Linked DNA regions of Ovis aries: region 2 is linked to region 1. Evidence: chromatin contacts called from public Hi-C data. All regions are on one chromosome and are shown on one strand. The core of a region is the stretch at or near the end of the contact, and the rest is flanking DNA. Distances in the headings are between cores, read along the strand shown. Region 1 has its middle 27 kb from the start of NDUFV2. Region 2 overlaps RALBP1 (ralA binding protein 1).

Evidence for each region. A called contact is a pair of places that touch in the nucleus more often than the background predicts.
Region 2: a contact with region 1 is called in a Hi-C map of liver, with 4 times the contacts expected there. The contact joins two enhancer-like sites. A contact is called at or near these places in 3 of 16 Hi-C or Micro-C datasets (blood, liver and muscle).

What each region holds. Positions count from the first base shown.
Region 1 is chr23:41,899,439-41,903,936 of ARS-UI_Ramb_v3.0, reverse strand. No RefSeq gene overlaps it. Among named protein-coding and RNA genes, the nearest start is that of NDUFV2, 27 kb to the left of the region's middle. Within about 2 kb of position 3,031, at least 3 of the 54 cell types and tissues checked have an H3K27ac peak or open chromatin away from gene starts, as enhancers often do. A contact at or near this core is called in liver, where this site is marked.
Region 2 is chr23:42,128,542-42,133,122 of ARS-UI_Ramb_v3.0, reverse strand. All of the region lies in intron 1 of RALBP1 (ralA binding protein 1), which reads right to left. Among named protein-coding and RNA genes, the nearest start is that of RALBP1, 18 kb to the right of the region's middle. Within about 2 kb of position 2,017, at least 16 of the 54 cell types and tissues checked have an H3K27ac peak or open chromatin away from gene starts, as enhancers often do. A contact at or near this core is called in liver, where this site is marked.

The DNA.
Region 1 (4,498 bases), core at 1,782-4,281:
ACAGTGTAAGAGGGTTCTCTTTTCTCCACATCGTCTCCAGCATTTACTGCTTGTAGACTTTTGGATAGCAGCCATTCTGACGGGCGTGAAATGGTACCTCATTGTGGTTTTGATTTGCATTTCTCTGATAATGAGTGATGTTGAGCATCTGTATATCTTCTTTGGAGAAATGTCTGTTTAGTTCTTTGGCCCATTTTTTGATTGGGTCGTTTATTTTTCTGGAATTGAGCTACAGGAGTTGCTTGTATATTTTTGAGATTAGTTGTCAGTTGCTTCATTTGCTATTATTTTCTCCCATTCTGAAGGCTGTCTTTTCACCTTGCTTATGGTTTCTTTTGTTGTGCAGAAGGTTTTAATATTAATTAGGTCCCATTGTTTATTTTTGCTTTTATTTCTAATATTCTGGGAGGTGGGTCATAGAGGATCCTGCTGTGATTTATGTTGGAGAGTGTTTTGCCTATGTTCTCCTCTAGGAGTTTTATAGTTTCTGGTCTTAGGTTTAGATCTTTCATCCATTTTGAGTTTATTTTTGTGCATGGTGTTAGGAAGTGTTCTAGTTTCATTATTTTACAAGTGGTTGACCAGTTTTCCCAGCACCACTTGTTAAAGAGATTGTCTTTTCTCCATTGTATATTCTTGCCTCCTTTGTCAAATATAAGGTGTCCATAGGAGCATGGGTTTATCTCTGGGCTTTCTATTTTGTTCCATTGATCTATATTTCTGTCTTTGTGCCCACAGTATTTCTTAAATGTTACATTGAAGGGGCAGAATTAAAGCTTCACAGCACATGCTAACTTTGCAAATTGTTAATAAATACAGACATTATGCTGCATCTGTATTGCCACAAGGGAACAACTAAGATATTACTAATTTTAAATGCCAAGCTGTCAGCAAGAATGAAGCTGAAATCCAGGGATGTTCCAAGAAAAGGCAGAAACATGCCTGGAGCACTGAGTAAACTTTCAGGCTGAATTGATGTGACTCACTGGACAACCCTGGGTTTCTAAATTCTTTTGCAGCCTACGTGTCAGGAAGAATAAGGGCTACTCTTGTTCTGTACCGCCACCTAGTGGACAATGACACCCAGGCTCCGGCACATTGCTCGCCCGTTAGGTAAGGAACTGATGAATACTGTTTGGGACAAAGAAGATGAATTGCCCTTTGAGTTTTAGTTTCGGTTTGGATTTCAAAATGTCTGGTTAGTGAAGCAAATGTGGTATTTCATCATCTTTGATCAGCCCGTAGGAAAGAATAAGCAGCATTATAAGCTGCATCTTTTCTTCTTTTCAAGCATTAAAAATACATAAAGGTGTTCTCTCCACCGAGTTGCCATTAATAATTAATTTTAAAAAATCTCTTTTTGTCCTCCTTCTCCAGCTCTTGCTACCTATTTCATAAGTCTTTGATACCAGCTGCAACAACTCAACCGTTTGTTTTAAAGCAAAAACAATTCAGGTCCCCTTGCAAAGTATTTCAAATTGTGGGAGCAACACATGAGTGAATCCTGACATCAATACAGGGGGTCTTGCCCAGAATTAACAAATAAAATATTCATTTTTTGAGGCGTCTCCGCACTGTTTTCCACGACACGACCGCACTTCTGTGAGAAATAATCCAAGACAGTCGGACTCCCAGAAGCAGGAGGGGTGAGGCGGAGGTCAAGTTTCAGTTACAGGAGATGAGGACGTTCCAGAGATCTGCTGACCAACACTGTGTTTGTAGTTAACCACACCATATTGTTCACTGAGCATTTTAAGAGGGTAGATGTCATGTTACGTGTTATCACAATAAAAAAGGGATCATTCAGGAGGACTATGAACAACAAAGAAAAAAAGAAAGAAAAACAGACTAGCTTGGAATCTAAAATGTCAACCAGCCTCCAACATGTATGGTGAATGTAATTTTCTGAAAACTGTTACACGCATATGTGTTATATGTCTTCTGTCGTGAGGTAAAGGGCTTTTCATCCTGTGGGACAAGTTCAAGAAAGTTCAAAAGGCTCTGCTCTGTTGTTCTTGAAAAACACCCAAATTACAGGTAAAAATCTGTTATATTGCAAATTGATTAGGGTTCCTTGTATGTAAACAGCTTCACTGTTTCTGAAATAGGCGGTTTAAGATGCCCTGAGGCAGGTAACCATCAGCATCCAGAGCGCAGAAGTGGAACTCTGTCGGCCAATGTACCCTTTGTCTTTGATGTGAGGACGTGCCAGATGGTCTGGAAGCCTTGGTGATGGGGCCCAGCCTCTGGAGCCGGACAACCATGGTTTTGAATTCCGAAGCAGATGATTCTCACTGTATGTCAGCCTCTGTGGTCTCAGTGTCCTAATTTGAATGTGAAACTGTTCACGCTTACTGCGTGGAGCTGTCGTGAGAAGCACATGGCCAATGCACACCAGTGTGCCCAGCACATGCAGCTGAAGGTGAAAGCTGCTCAGTCGTGTCTGACTCTTTTCGACCCAATGGACTATACAGTCCATGGAATTCTCTAGGCCAGAATATTGAAGTGGGTAGTCTTTCCCTTCTCCAGGGGATCTTCACAACCCAGGGATCAAACTCAGGTCTCCCGCATTGCAGGCGGATTCTTTACCAGCTGAGCCACAAGGGAAGCCCAAGAATACTGGAGTGGGGAGCCTGTCCCTTCTCCAGTGGATCTTTGGTAGAAACAGCCAGTGTTGCACTGGCATCTTTTCAAACAGTTCTTGTCTTTCTTATGGCTCCAGATTTCTACAGCTTAGAACTGCAAATATCCCTATAAGAATTTAAAACCCAACTCCCAATCAGGATCGCTTCTCCAGAGCAGGCCAATGAGAGCCTGAACTCTGCATTCTTTATGATTGTGTTTATTATAAGTCTCAGTGGAAGTGTTTTCCTTGTTTCTGCAGGGCCACATGTTACCAGAGAACATGGGTCTCTCATGGTTTTTCTTCTCAAAGTGGGATACCATCCTGGGGGGAGTGACCACCCAAGTGGAACCACGGTGTCTCTGTGAGCAGAGCAGGCCTGGAGAGAAGGTGAGGACCCATCTTCTTTGTTTGCTTTAAACCGAGGGGGAACTGACATGGAACATGACATCAGTGTCTGGTGTGCACCACAGTGACTCACAGTTGTAAATATGTGAGACCGTCACCACGGTGCGTCTAGTTACCATCCATCACCACATGAAATCACACATCTTTCTTCTTGTGATGAGAACTCTGAAAGATTCATTCTCTCAGTAACTTCCAAACATACAGCACACTATTGTTAGCTGTAATCATACGCCGTGTTTCCATCCTCAGGACTCATCTACAACTAGAAGTCTGACCTTCGACCCTCTCTCCCCCTCACCTACCCGCCCCGCCTCTTGGCTGCACCAGGCCGCTCTCTGAATCTGTGAGTCCAGCTGCATTCACGCCCCTTCCCTTCAGTCTCTCCTCAACCCTCTGCTCCCTCCTCTTTGCTCCTCCAGCCCCAGGAGAACATGAATGGACAGAGTGTTGCTGGAAATAGCACCTGTCTTGCCTTTTGGTTGTTGGGGAGCTGAGAGTGTCCTGATGAGGAAATGAGCAAAGAAGCTGTGAAGACAGTGGGCTTGCGCCAGTGTCCAGCGTTTTCAGGTCCTGAATCCATCTCGGGAACGTTAGCAACACAGGCAGGCGGTGAGGGCGCCGGGGCCTGCCGCTCACTAGTGGTGCAGCCTTGGCAAGTTAGCAGACCTTGTGGAGCCTCAGTTTCCTCAGCTCTAAACCGCAGAAAGCAGTACCTCCCATTCACAGTAGATTTGAAAGTTAAATGAGTAATGAGGGTAGATGTGCTGAAATAGATCCTAGCCACAGTAAGTGCTGACTACCGACTGAATGTTTATATCCCCCCACATTCACAAATGGGAGCCTACTCCCTGGAGTGATGGTTTGGAGGTGGGACCTTTGATTTTGTCATGAGGGCGGAGTCCCCATGAATGGGATTGGTGCTCTTATTAGAAAAGACAACGATCTCCCCCTACCATCTGGGGGCACCACGAGAAGATTGCCATCTGCAAACCAGGAAGAGGACCCTCAGCAGATACAGATCTGCCAAGCAACCTGCTTGTGGACTCTAGCCTCCAGAACTGCGAGAATAAATGCTTGTTGTTTAAGCCCCCTGTCTAAACAAAGGTCTGTATAGTTAACACTCTGGTTTTCCCAGGAGTCACGTAAGGATGTGAGAGTTGGATCATAAAGAAGGCTGGACACCAAAGAATTGATGCTTTCAAATTGTGGTGCTGGAGAAGACTCTTGAGAGACCCTTGGGATGCAAGGACATCAAACCGGTCAATCCTAAAGGAAATCAGCTCTGAATATTCATTGGAAGGACTGATGCTGAAGCTGAAGCTCCAATACTTTGGCCACCTGATGAAAGGGCTGACTCATTGGAAGACCTTGATGCTGGGAAAGATTGAAGGCAGAAGGAAAAGGGGACGACAGAGGATGAGATGGCTGGATGGTATCACTGACTCAATAAACATGAGTTTGAGCAAA
Region 2 (4,581 bases), core at 768-3,267, 230 kb before region 1:
TCCGAAGCTGTGAAAGAGGAGGGAGAGAAAGATCTCCTTTTATTTTGAGCCTTACCACGCCGTCTATCACTTTACTGCTATTATCACGCTTTTCTAATGAACAGGCCATGTTTTTTTAGTCTCATAAAAATGTTTCTGACAATATTTAATAGTCTGAGGAAAGCAATTCACAGCACAGTATCAACTTTTAAATATACAAGCACACAGAAAATGTAAGAACAAGGGAACTTTAGTAACAATTATCTCTGAATTAGAAAGGTTGTAAGTGGTCTTCTCACTTGTTTACGTTTCATCAGCTTTCTACCAGGACAGTATACACTACTACTCGCCCAAGCTAAGCAGGAAAAACATTAAACGAGAAATTTCATCAAAGGAACTGTGAGCCTCGCTGTCACTCCAATTCTCTGGTTTTACTTCATGGGTCCTGACGGCTGGTTTTTTTTTAAAAAATATATTCTTTTCTTAACTGAAGGGATGAGAGTTTAAAGGGAGCTAAGATGCCACCAGCCTATCGGTTATGTATCACAGGTGGGGAAACTGAGGTCTGAAGAGCGGAGAGCGAAACCCCGGGAGCAGGCAGGAGCAGCTCGCCCCGACCCGGGCCGCACGCCTCCCTGCGCTGTCTCCTCCGCGCTGGGACCCGCCTTCCTCCCAGGAGTCCTGCTTGGCCCGCTCATACCTATCTTTCCGCATAAGGCCCGCAGATGGGCACAAGGAATCTTTCTGGAGTGACGGCAACAGTCTAGATTTGGATTGTGGTGATGGTTACAAACTGTAAATTGACATTTTAAGTGGGTGAAATCTTATGGTACGCAAATTACACCTAAATAAAGCTGTTAAAAAAAGGATCGAGTACCAGCACCCCTTTCTCCAGGAATCCCCGCTCATGCCTCACACGGCCCAGGCTAAGCCGTGCCCGCCTCCCAAGCTACAGAATCAAGGAGCACACCTGGGTGCCACACTGGGCCTTAAGGACCTGTGCATGGGGCCATCTTGCCCAGTAATTAGCAAGCCTAACCTCATGCGAAGAGTCGACTCACTGGAAAAGACTCTGATGCTGGGAGGGATTGGGGGCAGGAGGAGAGGGGACGACCGAGGATGAGATGGCTGGATGGCATCACGGACTCGATGGTAGTGAGTCTGAGTGAACTCCGGGAGCTGGTGATGGACAGGGAGGCCTGGCGTGCTGCGATTCATGGGGTCGCAGAGTCGGACATGACTGAGCTGAACTGAACATTTAACACAGCACAGGCTGCACAGGAAGTAGCCAGACGTTTCCTTAACCAGCTAAACCCACTAACAAGTCTCTTCCATGTTCTCAACATGCTGTGTCCCGCTGACGACACTAAGATGAGGAGAAATGACCTGGCCCTCAGCCTCCAATTACAGAAACAAAGAAAGGAAACACATATTTTATTTGAGTTCTGTGGCTTCAGGAACTTTCACATCACCGGACACGTCCTGTGAGAAAAGTGTCTTTCCAGGTTTACAAACTGTAGAACTAAGGCTCAGAGAAGTGAAGTCACTTATCCTACTCCACACAGCAAGAGGTAAAACTGGGAGGGAAACACACGTTCTTTCTGCTGAAGTGCCCTCTGTGTACATGTGTACACACACACACACGAGAGCACACTTATGCCAGGAGGAGCAGCATATTAATGACACAAGCAGAAACGTGGGGCTTGTTATGAGAACAGCAAGAAGACGGGTCTGATGGGAGCAGATTCATGAAGAAGCAACAGAAAACACACGGAAAGACAGGATGCTTCTGAACTGAAAGCCAGCTGGTGCAAGCTGAGGAGGTCACCACCAAGTTCAAGTCCAGAAGCGACACCGCTGGGGCTGAGAGGCATGAGGGCAGGACCACAAATCACAGAACACAGGTGGGTCTAGACCGCCCCTTACTCTGTACTCTTGCTAATTACTGGGCGAGATGGCCCCATACACAGGTCCTGCACACTGGACTGACCAGGAAGAGTCCTGTTCCTGACACACTGAAGAGATGATCTTGCAAAAACCACTCCAGAGGAACAGCTGCTGCCCTGACTCAGCCATGCATGGCTGGGAGGAGCGGCCGCTGGCGCACAGGATGGAGCGAGGCCGGAACAGAGGTGCAGGGACGGTCCTGAGCTCAGGGAGCCACAGCACCCCTCAGCGTCCTGAGTAAGCGGGCAGAGAGACAGGCCTCGAAGGGCCCACAGGCACTTCAGCATAAACAGCCAAAGGTGAGGGGGGGAAAAGAAATTCCTACTTCTGAGGCAAAAGGAGAAGTGATGTAAACTTGTCAACATTTAAGAAAGATGTCAGCACAGCTAAGAAAAAGACCGCACACTGACAGGCAAAGAAGGCAGACAGGACGAGGCCTCGAGATACGAGGACCAACCCTGATCCCGGAGGGCGCTTTCTGCCTCTGCATCGCAGACTTGCAGCAAAAGATGCCAGAAACCCAGCAATGACAAAAGCCAGCCCTCTCAGCTGAAGGACCAGAAGGGGGCGATCCTTCCAGACAGAAGCCTGGAACAGAGTCTACTCTGCGGTCTCCTCCAGCACAGAGACATAACCGTGCCAGTATGGCGCTGGAGCAAGGGTGGACAGGTTAGTGAACAAAACAGAAACTCCTCAGAGGCACACATATACACAGTCAACTGCCTGTCAACAAAGGCTCCAAAGGAATTCATGGACAAGGAAAGTCTTCAGCAAGGGGTGCAGAGTAACCATGGGGGCAAGAGAGAAGGTCAGCCCTGCATCGCATCACCACGAAGTGTGTATGACAAACTACAGACACAAAACTTCACTGCTAACAACTTAAAACTTCTAAACAGAACACATTTGTGAGCCCTTGGAGGAAGAATTTCCCAGACAGGAACAGAAAGCAATTAACTACTGAATTAAAAGTCCACAAACTAGACTTTTTATCAAAAGCAAAAACTTTCACTTACTATCAAAAGATAGTAAGAAGAAAATTAAGAGTCAAGGCCAAGATGTGGAGAACACACTTAGAGTGTGTGTGTGTGTGTGTGTCTCACAAGTCTTAAACCCAGGATATATACAGAACTTCTACAGTTCGACAACAACCCAAAACAAAAATGGGCAAAATCAAGCAAACAATTTAGAAAAGAAAATGTATGACTGGTCAATAAGCCCATGAAAAAACCTCCACATCACTAAACATCAAAGAAATGGAAATTCAAACCACAATGAGCTATCAGCAGACACCATCCAGAATGGCTGAAGTGCAAACAGAACTACAATTCCTAATGCTGGTGAGGATGTGTGGCACTAGAAATTCAATACACTGCTGGTGGGAATGTAACATTTAACCACTTTGGAAAAGTATTACTATTTGGCAGTATCTAGTTAAACTTTTACCATATGACCCAGCAATTCTCCTGAGTATTTACCCCAGAGAAATGGAAACATATTCACACATACTCACATGATCAGAGTAACTGTATTCATAACAGATAAAAAACAGAAACACATTGCCATTAACAAGCCTGGATAAACAAGCGGAAATATATTCACACAATGGAATACTAGCATTTTTTGAAATGAACAAACTAGTCATCCATACAACAAAACAGATGAACTTCAAGACAGCACTGCAGACACCTGAGATTACATAGTGTATGACTATTCATATGCAGCTCTGGGAGAGGTAAGCTCATCTCCATCACAAGAATCTACAACTGTGGTCCTGGGGTTTGGGGAAGAGGCAGGGACAGAGTACAGAGCAGCTAGAGAGAACCCTCCAGGCTAATGGCTGTGTTCCATGTCCTGACAGGCATGAGGGCTACACACACACACACACTTGCTGACACACACGATCGTGTTAGTCTCGGGCGTACTAGTGCTCTAATATTTACGTCCATTTTGAAATGAGGACCAGTGGTGAGCCTAGTAACCACCTGTCCCCACACAAAGTTATTTCAACATTATTCCACAGTCCTTACACTGCACGTTACATTTCGAGGCTTTTCTTTTAATAACCTGCACCTCCTGTTCCCCTTCATCTATTCAACTCTCCACCTCCTTCCCTTCTGGCAACCACACATTTGCTCTCTGTATCTATGAGTCTATTTTCATTCTGTCTTATTTTTCAGATTCTACACATAAGTGAGATCATATGGTATCTGTTTTTCTCTGTCTGGCTTATCTTACTTAGCAAAATGCCCTCTAGATCTATCTACCCATGGGGTCACACACAAAAAAAAAATTAAACTGTGCCTATCACTGAATTATAAATTATACCTCAATAAAATCTCACAGATTAGGAAAAAAAACACAGATGCTATGCAGAGATGATCATGAGCCATTAAAAATATGAACTCTCCTCAAATGTTGCAACTCTCACCCTAATGGTTGACATCCCCTCCCAGCCCCCCACACCCCAAATCACTGCAATAGGAATTTCTATTTCCAGTCTTTCCCAAATGAAAGCCTTTGGCTATCTGGAAAAAAATCTCTCTCCAGAAAGAATTTAAGGGAAAAAATGTGACTTCTGTAATAACTAACAAAAACTATTAAAAGTATTTCCATACATCTAGAAATTTACTTTAGAATCCCCCCAAATTATACCTT